3 separate regions of the Mus musculus genome follow, and all the other regions are linked to region 2. A link is a contact called in public HiChIP or PLAC-seq data. All regions are on one chromosome and are shown on one strand. Each heading gives the region's core, a stretch centred on a gene start, on an enhancer-like site or on the middle of the called end of the contact. The rest is flanking DNA. Distances are from core to core; before and after follow the strand shown.

Region 1 (4,935 bases), core at 2,037-4,536, 1.7 Mb before region 2:
TATATATATATATATATATATATATATATATTGTCTATAATGTCATAGTCATCTAAATTCGATTGCTGTAATAAAGCACCAAGACCAAAATCAAGCTGGGAAGGAATGAGTTTATTTTGAGTACACTTCACACTTCCACATTTTAGCATATCACTGAAGAAGTCAGGACAGGAATTCAAATAAGGCAGGAACCTGAAGTCAGGAGCTGAAGCAGGGGGCATAGAGGAGTGCTGCTTATGGGCTTGCTCCGCATGGCTTTCTCAGCCCAAGAATAGTACCAGTCCTATAATGGGCTGGGCCCTCCTCCATCAATCACTAATTTTTAAAAAAAATTTCCTACAGCAAGACATTATGGAAGAACTTTCTCCATTGAGGTTCCCTTCTGTGGTGGTTTAAATATGCTTGGCCCATGGGAAGTGGCACCGGTAGGAGGTGTGGCCTTGTTGGAGGAAGTGTGTCACTGTGTAGGTGGGTTTTGGGGTCTCCTAGTGCTGAAACTCCACCTAGTGTGGAAGATAGACTTCCCATTCACAGCTGACCATTGTTGGGTTAGGTGGACTACAGACTGTAAGTCATTCCAATAATTTCCCTATTGGAATGTTTCCATAGTTCCAATAATTTCCCTATATGTTCCCATGTCGGCCTCCAGCAGAGGGGAAGGCCCAGATTAAAGGTGTGCACCACCATGCCTGGACCTAACCTGTTCTTTACTTGGAACTTGCTTGGTCCCAGTTTGGCCTTGAACTCAGAGATTCGATTGCCTCTGTCTCCTGGGATTAAAGGGGTGTATCACTTCCCATTCCTACTGGATGCCTTCAGATCAAGATGTAGAACTCTCAACCCTTTCTGCACCATGCCTGCCTGGATGTTGCCATGCTTCCTGCCTTAACGATAATGGACTGAGCCCCTGAAACTGTAAACCAGCCCCAATTAAATGTTTACCTTTATACAAGTTGGCTTGGTCATGGTATCTGTACTGGTCAGGGTTGTTGAGAGTCACAGAAGTTCTGTAATGTCTCTATGTAGTAAGGGAAATTATTGGAATGACTTACAGTCTGTAGTCCACCTAACCCAACAATGGTCAGCTGTGAATGGGAAGTCTAAGAATCTAGCGGTTGCTCAGTCCCACGAGGCTAGTTGTTGCAGCTGGTCTTCTGCGTAAGCTGGAATGCTGAAGGAGTAGGTTCCGACAGATGTGCTGGCAAGAAAGTGCAAGCAGGCAGGGAAGAAGGTTGTCCATTGTTCCCATGTCGGCCTCCAGCAGAGGGGAAGGCCCAGATTAAAGGTGTGCACCACCGTGCCTGGACCTAACTTGTTCTTTACTTGGAACTTGCTTTGTCCCAGCTTGGCCTTGAACTTAGAGATTCGATTGCCTCTGTCTCCTGGGATTAAAGGGGTGTATCACTTTGCCTGGGCCTAAGCTTTTCATGGCCACTATGCTTCAAAATCCAGATCAAAATCTTCCAGCCTCAAGATCTGGATCACAGCCATGCTCCCATTTTTGGACTGAAGTTCATTCCAGACACAGTCAAATTAGCAACTGAGAATAGCCATCACAGTGTCTCTTCACATCAATAAGACCCTAACTAAGACAACTTCTTTTAGATAACATTAGCTTGTGTCAAATTGACATAGAACTAGCCAGTATATTGTTTTATCATCATCACATCATCATCATCATCAGACAGGGGCTAACAATGTAACCCCTGATGCCTGGAACTCCCTGTGTAGACCAGGCTGACCTAAAACTCAGAAGATTTTCTTGCCTCTGACTCCTGAGTGCTGGGGCTAAGGGTATGTGCCACCATACTTGGTAAAAATAAATATAGCCAAAAGGGACTCTTGTGCCCTCTCTTTGGCTATGAGTCTGTTGAAACAATGGATCCCAAGAGACTGGGAGTCTCTCCATCTCTCCGGGAATCTCTTGCTGGAGTGAGAAAAAGTCCTGAAGGCAGTCAGAGGAGGGAACAGTCTCTGGAAGGAACATCACTTGCTAGAGATAGGCAGAGATGAGACATTCCTCTGTGGGCGACTACACCTTGGTGGCTGGGCTGCTTAGGCATGTCTATCTCTTAGCTTCCATTTAAAATTTCAGAGAAAATTTAGGATCCCACCAATGGACTGAGGTGAGGAACAGTGGATACACTGAATAAACCTCTTTTTCCTCCTTTTTTTCCCTCACTATTTATTTGGCTCTCAGTTGTCTTAGGAAGGCTAGATGGCCAGGCCTGGCTGGCTGGGCACAGGCTGTTGACCTCCAGCCCCTATAGCCCTTTTGTCCCTATGTTCCTATTATATGGCTGAGGACTAGAGGCTCAGTCTCAGTCTTGAAGACATCTATTTATTTGTTGATATTTCTTTTTATTTTATGTGTCTAGGTGCTCTGCCTGAATGTCTGTGCATAACGTGAGCCCAGAGGTCAGCAGAAAGTAAATGGTCTTCCTGGAACTGCAGTTACAGATGTTTGATTGCCTCTGTGGGTGCACTGGGCTTTGAACCTGGTTCTCCAGAGGAGCAAATAATCTGGGCTCTTAAAGGGTTAAGCCAACTCCCCAACCCCTCTCGAGGGGTTTTATACAGAACCTTTGTCCCTGCATTTGTTTTTAAGGAAACGACTTTCCTCTAGATCAGTGCAACAGAGATAACGTTCATTACAATAGGAATTATTTTAAGAAATGGTTGAATTAAACTCTTAATACAACAGGTATCAGTGGAGAGCTCTAGAGTAACTTAATTATAAATGATAGCAGCATTAGCGAAAATACTTGGTAATAATGTTTGGGAGGACCAGGCTCAGCAAAGCAGAAGGCAAGAAAGTGGCCTGACAAAAGTCTTTGGTTAAGAAGTTGAGAGAGAAACTAGGTTGGTTTGGATCTACATACCTACTTTGACCTCACTTCCCAGGTAAAGGATAACAGCTAACCCTCAAAGGATGCAGTCTGGCTGTGTAACCACCAGAGGAGAGCCATCGCCTTGGCACACTACAGGCACACTACACCTTGCACGCCTTCCTCAAATCAGTTCAGCATAAAACAATCAAAGCAGTCCTTATCTGTCCCTGGTGCAGGCGGCGGTCTAGCTCTGGCAAGACTCCAGGGCGTTAACCCAGGGCGGGGCCGCGCGCACCTGCCAGGCGCCAATCACAGGTTGGCGCGCAGGAGCGCAAGCGCCACTGGCCTGGGCGGGGCTTCTCCGGTTTCAGGCTCCACCTTTATTGGCAACCCTGTGGTGACGTTCAGCCGCCTCGACCAATAGCTACGGGGCCGGTCCGCCGTGCAGACGGAAGTAGTGCAGGCAAAGTGGTCCCAGAGTCAGGCGCAGCGAGGTGCTGCTGCAGAGCCGGGTCGTGGCTCACGCGTCTTGTGCCAAAATGCCGCGCTTCGCCTTGACCGTTATCCGCCAGTGAGTATCGCAGTTGCCGGGAGCTTCCTGGCCTGGGTCTCTTCTGGTCCCTACGTGCTCCAATCCGGGGAGGGTGGGCTTTCCATGTGCTTTTTCTTTGCATCCTCTCGTGTCCAATCTTTTATCCGCGACACCCTGCGTGAGGAAGCCGGGTCTTAAATGTCAAGAGCCTTGCGTTTTCCACGAGGAAAGAAGTGTGGAGAAGCACACGATCACGGTTCCCAGCCATTGCGAGAAGACATGACCCGGCCTCTCGACTTTTCAGTGTGACCTTTTCTGCCCCCTAGTAAATTCCAGAGTTTTTAGAATTGCTGAGCCACACCTCATCTATCCTATGCTGGTTGCCTTATTTTCTCACCCTCCCCTCCCCCTTTCTCCTTGCATCGGGGGTACTTTTGCAATTTACCTCCCTTCAGAGGCTACAGTTCTGAGGGAAAAAATTAGAGAGTTCGAGATCTCCGTCTCAGTCGACTGCATCACCCTGAACAAACATTTTTATCATGACAGATTTCATGGAGCAGAATCTGGCTTTAGGTCACCTATCGTTTTCCTTCCCAGTACATGTTTGCCTGGTGATGATGGTAGGCAGATTCAGGGTGGGTAAGAGGAGGGAAGTTTCAAGGCGTTGCTTGGTTGGGATTCAGGCTCCTCGTTGGGATTCAGTAGCTGCCTCGTAGGACAGACTTAATCTTTCTGACCTGCGTTCCGATAAGCAGATTGGTGGCAGCAGTCTTTCTAATCTCTCTGGATCTAACCAAATGGAGAGGATGGAGCACATGGAGCAGAGAGGAAGAAATATGCCCGAGAATTAAATAACGTGTTCTTCTGTAAGCAAAGCTCAGATAAAAAGCAGCTGAGTCTCACCTGTGTAGTCAGGGCTTATCAGAACAGCTTCTCGGAGCGGGACTGATTACCGTTTCCGGCTTCATAGGGCTCACAGGAACGCTGACAGCGTTTGAACCTTGTGGCGACCTTCTTCAACGCATGCTTTTTCTGTCCAGCTTCCTCTTTATAGGAAGATGGTCTCCAGCATCATGTGAAGTGGACCTTTAGGATTCAGGGATTTTAGTGGCTAAATTAGAACTCTGGTTCCCTGTGTCTTTCTGTGTCCCTGTGCTTTCTAGAATGTTCCGGGAGATGATACCGCTTTATTGGGAGCACTAAAGGAACATGAACCCCCTTGTCCTCTTTTCAATGTAGACCCTGCTGGGAAACGATCCCTACTTAGATTTTTTTTTTTTTTTTTTTTTTGGTTTTTCGAGACAGGGTTTCTCTGTAGTCTTGGCTGTCCTGGAACTCACTTTATAGTCCAGGCTGGCCTTGAACTCAGAAATCCGCCTGTCTCTGCCTCCCAAGTGCTAGGATTAAAGGCGTGCGCCACCACCGCCCGCCCCCTACTTAGATTCTTAACGGGCAATATCTGTGTGAATATGGAGTATCTGTGATTCACTGGAGAGTAAGGGGAGTCAGACTCCAGGGAACTTAAAGTTGTGGGGCAAGTATTTGAACCAGAGCAAATTAACCCACTATTCT
Region 2 (4,503 bases), core at 1,993-4,492:
GAGCCACCATGTGGTTGCTGGGATTTGAACTCAGGACCTTTGGAAGAGCAGTCAGGTGCTCTTAACCTCTGAGCCATCTCTCCAGCCCCTTAAATGTTTTTTCTAATTATATTTATGTGTGTGAGGAAGTCAGAGTCTTTCCTTCCATTAAGTGGGTCCTGAGGATCAAACTCAGGCCTTTGTCTTCCCAGACATCTCCTTAGCTTCGTTTGCTGGTTTTTCTGCCCGGGTCTCACTGGGCTGCACAAGCCGCCTGTGAACACTCACTTCTGCCTCCTAGGAAGCAGGGACAAGTGTGCTCTACCACACTTAGCTCCGGCATCTTTACAAGCAAGCTCTCCCACATCACAGCTCTTTGCCCATTCTTTGTTCCAGAAGTGTCCTCTCTGCAGCCCCAGCAGCAGAACCCTTTGCGCTCAGCAGCATGGTCTCAGTGCAGAGCTCAATTCCTCCAGGAAACCTTCCTTGCCTGCCCTATGTAAGAACTGGACCCTCTAACATGTGCTTGTGGTTTCCCATCCATCACGTCTATATCTACCTTTACAATGTTTTATCTATCTGTCTGTCTCTCCACAGGTCTGGAATTCCCTGCCTCTGTCCGGCATTCTCTCATTTGTCTCTAGATTCCTTAGACCTTGCACAGGTGGCCAGGAGGAAGGAAGGCAGGGAGAACTGGAGCCCAAGGCTGATGTGAGGCACCAGCAGCTAGACCCAGTGGCCTTGTATGCATTGTCTTCCGTGATCTGCCACCTCCTGCTCACGTCCCCAGTCTGTCCCCAACTCTTCAGCAAAGACATAGCTCCCATTGGCTGCCTCCTGTTGCTAGGAACTTCCAGTACCTCATTGACATAGGTGGCCTGCCTCTCCCCAGAGATGTGGACTGGGTCAGACTTAGGGATCAGGCTCATCTTCTGTACCCTCCCACCTCTTGGAGCTTTATGCCAACCCCACAAGTGCCACCTGGCCCCAAAGTTACTTTCCAGACAGAGCCTTTCGATTCTCCAATCTCAGATCCTAGGACACCTATCAGCTGTAGGGTCAAGCGGGGGCCTGATGAAGAACATCTGGCCCACAGAGGAAACTGAGGCACAGTGGGTCAAGGAGTGTGATCCTTGTTATGGCTACCAGGAACTTCTAAGGAAGCAGAAAAGGAAAAGAGGTATCCAGGGGGTCCCCTCTGTCCTGACCAGTGACTCCCCACCCCTCCCGGCAGAGTCCCAGCCTCTGGCAAACTCCTCATCTTCAGGAGACTACGCAGTTCCTCTGCTTGTGTTTCCTTCTCAGCCCGCCCCAGGAGTCTGTCCTCCACAGCACGGGAGAGCTCGGTGGAAGGGGCAGTTGTAGAGAGGACAGCTGGACAGAGCCAGAATAGAAGGAAGGAATGGACCAAGAGAGCCTGCGAGTCCACCTGCCCACACACCTGCAGCTGGCCACACCTCTGTCTTTAGCTTTGTCTGGGAACCTCTCCTCCCAGGGAGACTTGATACAGGCCCCAGGGTACTGGGAGGTGGAGGTGGGACCTCAGCCCTGAGGGAATGGAAAGGGTTAACTCTGCCTGGGTCTATGGGAGACATCAGAAGCTCACTCCAGGGGCATGTAAGTCCAGGATTTCTCTCCTACCTTCTCAATTCCAATTTCCCTCTTTCTCCTCCTTCCACCTTTGTCTGAGAATCAGTGGGAGGAGAAGTCCTCAGCACCAGTGTCTTTGGGGTGTCATTTAATATGGCCAGTAATCAGCACCAACTGGTTCATTAACTCTCTCTCTCTCTCTCATGGCTACTCATCATCCCTGGATATGTCTTCCTCTTCTCCTGGCCCCCCACAGTGTGAATGCTAGGAACAGGCAAAACCTGCATTCTTGACAAACATGGTTCTCATCCAACTCCTTCTCCGCTCCCCCCCCTACACACACACCTGGGGGGGCAGAAGGCAGGATGGAGGCAACCACAGGTCAGGACAGCTCCTCTGTAACACTGAGACCTCACAACATCATATTCTAAAAAAGTACACTGAAGGACAAATCTGTGACTGGGAACAGGAACACACATTCAAGCAACCGATGGCAAAGATGCCTCTCCAGGCTGAAAGGAGCCATGGGAGAGGGTGAGAATTAGAGGTGTTTTTGTTTTGTTTTGTTTTGTTTTTGTTTTGTTTTGTTTTTGTTTTGTTTTGTTTTGTTTTTCCTCTGAACACAGGGAGACACTTCTGAAAGGGTTTTGTGTACTTCGGGATGCTTTGTGTGGTAAGAGGTTGCACCAGACCCAGTCTAGTCCATTGGCGGAAGGAAGATCCCAAAGTGGACCTCAGACCTGCCCATCTCCCCGCCCCCTCCCCCCCCCCCCCACCGAGACTTCCACCTCTGGATCACACATCCATGGGATGATATAACTCTCAGTTCTTCCCTCAGACCAGACGACAGGACTTGGGAATGTGGGGGCGGGGGGGCGGGGATGCCTTTCACATCACGCCCAGCCAGTGCTGTACCACTTCGGAGAAACTGTTCAGTCTGTGTAGCCCTTGGGAAGGCCACACTGGCCCAAGTGCAGTCCGGTGGGAGGGTACCCTCCCCTGGTATGCCCCCTCCCTCCAGGCTTAAGTAATGAGAGTAGTGTTGGGTATGGTCTAAGCTTGGCCCCTGATGCCTCCCTCAATAAGACACAAAGTCCACAGAACCTTCCTCCCTGTTGCCAGGGCAGGCCAGCAGGTTCACTGGAGATAAGGGCTACACTTTGGACTCCATGGCCAGAGGACAGCCATGGGGCTGAGAATCCTTGGGCCTCCGCCCTTCCTGATGCTAGGCTGGCTCCCTTTCAGGGTAACGGTCTAGGACAGGCAAGAGGGGCCTGGTGCAAACAAGGGATGTGTACCTGCCACAGGTCGCTTGGTCATTACCTCACCGCCTCCGCATAGCGGCGCCCAACCTTTCATTTATCCCTCATTACCCTGGCGCCTGGCAGGGGTCTGGCCGGGAAGGGAGGACACGCTGGTGGCCTGCGGGTGGCACAAGGTTCCAGCCCCTGGCCCCGACCAGGTGACAGATTGCTGGTTAGTTCAGGTGCAAAAGAAAGGGAAAGGTGCGCACCGAGAAGTGAGCACTCCTGGTCTGGGGTTGGTGTACGGAGAGTCCGGCTCCCTACCCTCTCTGTCCGGGTGACCAGGACCGCGACGCTGCAAGGCCCGCAGGGAGGGGGAGGTGCCAGCCCACGTCCCGCCCCTCTGCCTCCACCTTCACCTCCCTTCCCGGCCCCGTGCTGCCTGGTCCCGCGGGCCGCTCGGTCCTAGTCCCAGGCTGGGACAGTGGGGCTGCCATCGCCAAGGAAGCTGACAACGACCCAGATTTCCACAGTATCCAGCGGACGTCAAGGACAGCGGAAGCTCGGACACCTGCGCTCACAGGTGAGCACTTGGGAGGGCGAGTGCCGGGCGGCCAGGGAACCGGGGATCTGGGACAGGGTCGCGGGGCCTCAGAAGGAGGAGGGAAGGAGGCTGGGTACGAGGGAGGGAGAAAAGCTGGGCCTGGGAAAAGATAGAAAAGGTGGACGTGGGGAGAGATAGTAAGGGGGAGGGAGAAGGAGGGGCGGGGGACTGCCTTCGGGGGCTGGACTGTTGTTGTCCCGGGGCGGGAGACACAATGAACAATCTCCTCTGCGAGTAAGTCAGAGTAAGCTAGGAGAGAGAAATGGGAGGTTTCTAGAGCCCAGTTGGTGGGAAACCAACCCCTGTATAGGGTTCTTGAGTCCAGTTCCCATTAAGGGCCTCTTCCCTTCAGGCCCTGCCCACTGCAAGGGATGGGTCTTCCATCCAGGCTTAGAAAGGAGGGGTGGAGTCCTGCATCTGACTTCCAGCTCTATCCCTGGTGGTGCCCTCGGCGGCCAGGAAAGGAGCTTAGTGGGAGACCAGCGGGCTGCCTCAACTAGGGGCATCCCTCCAGACCCTGTCTGACAGCTCTCCTGACTTCGCCAGATTGTACGTGGACGTGTGGGGTTTCCAGGTAAGGCATGTACAGACTTCTCAGTAAAGGGACAGAAAAGCTATATTGTAGAGTCTCTTGTCTATTGAGTCTCAGTTGCGACTAACTGAAAAGCAGCCAAGGATGGCCAGCCGACCAGTAAGGGTGGCTGGCTGGCTGAACCGTGATAAAACTAGCTGTAACTCATGGAGTGTGAACTGGGTGTATTGTTCTCTTTCCCCAAATATTATTTTTCCTTTTTTGCCCCCCCCCATTATTTAAAAATGTAAACGTTGCAAAGCATGATAGAATACATCTGTGATCATAGCACTCTAGAAACTGAGGCAGGGGGATGCAGAGTTGGAAGGTAGCCTAGACTGGGTTACACTGTGTGTCAGCCTGGGCTATATTAAGAGGTCCTCCTATCTCAAATCAGAAAATAAAATAAAAGCCGTTCTTAACCCATAGTCTGTTCCAACATGAGAAACCCACTTGTCTGTCTCTAGTCAGCTTTACCTGTCCCAGTTCATGGTGTTTGTGCAGTGTTGACAAAG
Region 3 (4,730 bases), core at 1,023-3,522, 1.5 Mb before region 2:
ATGAAGGACCATGTCTGTGTGTGATTCTGGTCTCATCAAAGCCTTTCTGTCCTTCAGCAAAGGGTTCTGGGACCTCTCCTTGTGGCACTCCTGAAGAGTGTGTTGTGTTTTCTTGTGTTTATAAGCCACTGTCACTCGGGCTCTGCGGCACGTCTGTAATCACATGTCTCCCAGCTCTGGCATGGGAGCATCCTGGGTCCTTCAGGAGGCATTGCTGAAATCTTTCCCATACTACATTTCTTCAGGTTTATTCCAAGCTTACTCTCTTTGTCTAGGTCTTTTTAGTAAGAATTCTGCTTTTGTACATATTAACATGTTGACTCTACTGCAGCATGTGTTCCTACATGGGACAGGTGGTTAGTGTACAGCAGATAGAATCTCATGACGCTGTATGAACTTTTCAAAACCTTTAATAAACATGAAAAGATGTAAGCTATGCTCATTGATACCATGTATGTACCTGCATGTGTACGTGTTGCTAAAATGAGTCTTCTGTGGTCAAAATAAGCAGGGGGAGGAGTGTCTTCATCATTGAGATGAAGCCCAAGGTTGAAAGCTGTCACCTCCACGCCCCTGTCACAGCTGATGCATCGTCTCAGGAAGCTCTGGTTTACTGTCAGTAAAAGCAATTATTTTTATAGTAAGAAATCAACTTGTTTCTGATTACTTTAATAAAGTCTAATGTTTACTGTAAAATGTGCATGCCTCGCCTAGTTCTCAGCTATGAGACATCTGTGTTACCGTGAGGACAAGCAGCTTTGATTTAAGTGACCATTGCTTTTGTACATCTTCTTACTCATATATATGCTTACACTGTATTCTCCACCTTACCTGCTCCACCGTCCTTAAAATCCCAATCTTCAGTTAGCAATCTGCGTGATTTTGGTTCTGATTTTTGAGACAGGGCTTCCTATGTAGCCCAGGCTGTCCTTGAACCTACCATCCTTCCTTCTGCCACGGCCTCCCTAGTGGTGGTGGGTGCTGTGACACCCACCTAGTTACCTGGTTTTGAGTTAATTTGTATGCTTTGAGCAATAACCATTGTTATAAATATATAATACTCACTGGAGGGACTTGGGTTTTATTATGATTCGCATTATTTCTTTGTAGTCATAAGGTCCCTCAGAAGCTGGAGAGAGATGGCTCAGTGCTTAAAGGCGCTTGCGGCTCTTGCACAGAACGCAGGTTTGTTTTCCAGCACCCATATCAGGTGGCTTAAAACTGCCTGAATCTCCACTTCAGCAGATCTAACACCCTCTTCTAGACTCCACGGGCACCTGCACTCCAGTGGTGCATGTACATATGTAATACATACTCAGACACACTAAATAAAAACTTCAAAGTGTGTTAAAACCGGCCTAGCTACAAGGGTTAATAACCATCAGTTGCTGGCCGCGGTCGCACCTCTTCCTCGCTTGGTCTTACCTACCCCAATCATCATACCCAAAGAGCAGATTACTCCTTGACTCACTGTAGCTCTCTCATGTTACACTCGCCACCGTATCATGCCTGTGCTTTGGTCTATCTGTGTTCTGATGGACTGGTCCTCGCTGCTACTCCTCACCCCGTTGTGTATCCATTCAAGACGTTACTGACACTGCATTCCCAAAATAAAAGCATGAACAGGCTATGGTGACACACACCTTTAATCCTAGTAGAGGACGATGCTTCCCTACCAGCTCAAGGCCAGCTTGGTCTACACAGTTCCAGGCCAACCAGGGCTATGTAGTGAAACTTGTCTCAAACATTAAGTCAGAATGAACAGCTTCCTGGGGAACCACATAAACACCGCAGTCTGCCCGTCACAGCTGCCTCGGGTACTCAGCTAAATGTCTAAGGACTTGAACGCTAAACTCAACTCTGCTTCTTTTCAGTGAGTCCCTTCCTGGTATCAGAGCCCATCAGGACATGCCACTGTCACAGTTCCATGTGGTTCTTTCTGAAACTTAGTACAGTCGAAGTGTACATCTTATAAGAAAATTCTATCCAGGGCTTTTATCTACTTCCACATACTGTTTTTGAAAGATCTTAGAAATTTTCCAGTCTGGCCTGTCCAGCCAACTTTAATCTCAGGGTCCTGGGATTTCACTCATACCTTGGGTGATCCATGAATTGGAGAGAGAAAACGAGGTTGGGGAGAGATGTATTCTTTTGGCCTATGCGAAAGATGGTTTGGGCCTTAAGTGGGGTAAGCCTATTCAGCTCAGAGTCACAAAAAGGGCCTGAGCGGTTTCTACAGCAACGCTAGGAGGGTGTGGCCCCTCTGCGCCTGGTTGAGGGTTCCTCCTAAACCTCTGCAGGGATCCCTGTCTGTGACAGCCGGATGCAGCTCCTCCGACTTCCTGCCCTCACCCGGACAGAGTAAGCGCCTAAGAGAAGAGGCTTGCGATGGGCGCAAACCCTGAGCCAACTAGGGCTGGGTCCTCAAGGGGCAAGTGGAAAGGGAGAAGGGAAGTAAGAGCGAGGGCTGGGCCGGGTGCGCGAAGGAGAAGAGGTTTAGCTCTTGCCAGCTGCGGCTCGCCTGCATCCTGACTCCTACTAAAGGAACACTGTGTTAGGGACTCCCGCTGAGTGCCAGAATGGGGGCGGGGAATGGTCCTGACTCTAGCAACTTGGGGCATGGAGCAGATTCTTTTTCACACCGTCTCTGCACGTGGTATCGTTGTCTCTTTCACACACAGCACAAAGACACAGACATACACACAGACACACACCCCAGTCCTTTGACACAGAGTGTACCAAGGACCGTATGGATCACAAGCCCAGATCAACTTCCCTCACTTGTTTGCACTGCAGGAAAAACCCCAGTACTTAGCAACATAGTTTACTTAAGGTGGTGGCTCCACACCCTCTGAGCGTTCACTGTCTGAAATATCCAGGCCTGCTGGGACTTAGGAAACATTGTTCTTTCAGACATGATTTTAAAAAACACCAGCTTCCCCAGTCTTAACTCACACTTTGGATAAAGATTGAAAACTGGGAAACATCTCATGAGAATGTCCTTTGTTTTTTGCCTGAGGGATGAGATGGGGATGGTCGAATTCTAAGGAATCTTCGAACATGGCCTACTCCTGTAATCTCTGAGTCAAGAGACCTTTAAGTTTGAGGCCAGCCTGGTCAACATTGCAACACAGCAAATGTCCGGCCAGCTTGGGCTACAGAGTGAGATTCTGGGCCATGCCTTACTGATTCTGGGATTTAAACTTTCAATACCCAGGAGAAGATGGGAACCTGAAGTCACGTCTGGCAATATGGCAACCACTTCTCTGACTTTGCCCTCACCAACTCCAAATTGTTTACACCTGAGCTAAAATGCCTACTTCTCAAATGTGCAAGATCCCGAGGCAGTGAATTATGATTTTAGCTGACCCTAGCACTCATCTAAAAAGAAGAAAAGGCTAGTATAGGCTATATTCATCAAGCCACCAGGATCAGCAGGGATGTAATAAATACACTACCTAGGGATGGTAAGAACACTATATTCCTGGAAACAGTAGCCACTTTAGGAGAGATTCCATAAAATAAGGACAATGTGGGATGGATGCTCTATCATGGAAGGAAAGGTGGGCAAAGCCCCACAGGGTGCCTGGGGTGAAGCAGGTGTAGGAGAGAAAACCAAGATTTTCTATGTTGTATAAATTAAAGAAATCTTGAACAGAAAGGAGAATAGATCCGCTCTCTGTGCTTTTCTGAGGATAGCAAGGAACAGTGGGAGGGAATATCTTGTGTAATATCATTACCCTCCGATAAGCACCCACCAAGTGTAAATTAAGATCTGAGTATAAAGTGGGCTATCGGGGAAAACTGTCTCTGTCTCAGGACCACTCCAGCACTGATAGGTACGCATCAGACCCAAAGCCGCTGTGCTAGGTGAGGGCGTAGGTGTAAGGGTTCGCAAACCTCCAGCCCTTATGATTAGGTCACTGGATCATGAAGGGTTCAGGGACTCACGTAGAAGGGCTGAGGAGTTGAATTGGCCTTGTCTCAAGTACATTAAACAGGTTAACTCTAAATGCTACCACCACATCTATCCCGAGGACAATCCTGAGGACATAAAGATCAAGCCACCGCAGACTGCAAGTAAGAATAACGAAGTCGCACGAGGTAACCTCAAGAGACATATTTTCCTTTTGGACGTGAGTGTCCTTTAGGTACAAATGCACACGTTTAAAATGCCACACAACACAATTTTAGTAACAGTAATGCTGACACCTCTGAGGCTCCCCGATTCCAGACTTCTTGAGAACAAGGAGTCCATTTCCTTATCTGTCATCCTTCACCCTGAGCACAGTCGTCAGGGCTCGGTTGATGCCCTGACTTCTTTGGTGAATTCATCTAAGTTCTCTCAGCTCTCTCCTCTTCCAGCAAATGTACACAGAGGTTTCACTAGAGACCCATCACCACGCTCAGCCTTGCAAGGAATTGAAAATAATAAAAGGCAGCTCACCACCCCTAGCTCCACGAGACTCAGGATCAAGGTGAGACAAAAACTTAAGCAGCTTTCTGGGATAACTAAGTGACACTAAAGTCATGACAACGTGAATTCCTCTTGGAAAGTGCTGCTAAATCCAGGAGGAGAGAGTGGCTTGGGAGGGCAGGAGCTTCTACCCTGTACATGAATGTGTGCGAATCTACATTTTAGATTCATTTTGCAAATGCTCATCCCTGCAGCAATAAGCTAAGTGTATTGTCTTCAATCATTCCTGTAATAAAATGTAATTTTTAAAGTA

Evidence for each region. HiChIP or PLAC-seq counts read pairs in DNA pulled down with a chosen protein or histone mark.
Region 1: an H3K27ac HiChIP or PLAC-seq map of embryonic stem cells shows a contact between it and region 2, with 2.5 times the contacts expected there. The contact joins the promoter of Tigar here to the promoter of Plekhg6 in region 2. A contact is called at or near these places in 2 of 39 promoter capture datasets (embryonic stem cells and hippocampal neurons), 1 of 115 datasets of contacts at active chromatin or transcription factors (embryonic stem cells) and 1 of 9 other capture datasets (embryonic stem cells).
Region 3: a FOXA1 HiChIP or PLAC-seq map of pancreatic cancer cells shows a contact between it and region 2. The contact joins the promoter of Dyrk4 here to the promoter of Plekhg6 in region 2. A contact is called at or near these places in 1 of 39 promoter capture datasets (hippocampal neurons) and 1 of 115 datasets of contacts at active chromatin or transcription factors (pancreatic cancer cells).

Annotation. Positions count from the first base shown.
Region 1 is chr6:127,107,903-127,112,837 of GRCm38.p6, reverse strand. It overlaps Tigar (Trp53 induced glycolysis regulatory phosphatase), which reads left to right and starts at 3,286. Exons shown (of 6, transcript NM_177003.5): 1 at 3,286-3,402. The coding sequence starts at 3,371.
Region 2 is chr6:125,379,243-125,383,745 of GRCm38.p6, reverse strand. It overlaps Plekhg6 (pleckstrin homology domain containing, family G (with RhoGef domain) member 6), which reads left to right and starts at 3,242. Exons shown (of 17, transcript NM_198604.2): 1 at 3,242-3,396; 2 at 3,770-3,991.
Region 3 is chr6:126,919,381-126,924,110 of GRCm38.p6, reverse strand. Dyrk4 (dual-specificity tyrosine-(Y)-phosphorylation regulated kinase 4) reads left to right here and starts at 2,272. Exons shown (of 15, transcript NM_207210.2): 1 at 2,272-2,361. The coding sequence starts at 2,324. It overlaps Rad51ap1 (RAD51 associated protein 1), which reads left to right. Exons shown (of 9, transcript NM_009013.4): 9 at 1-696.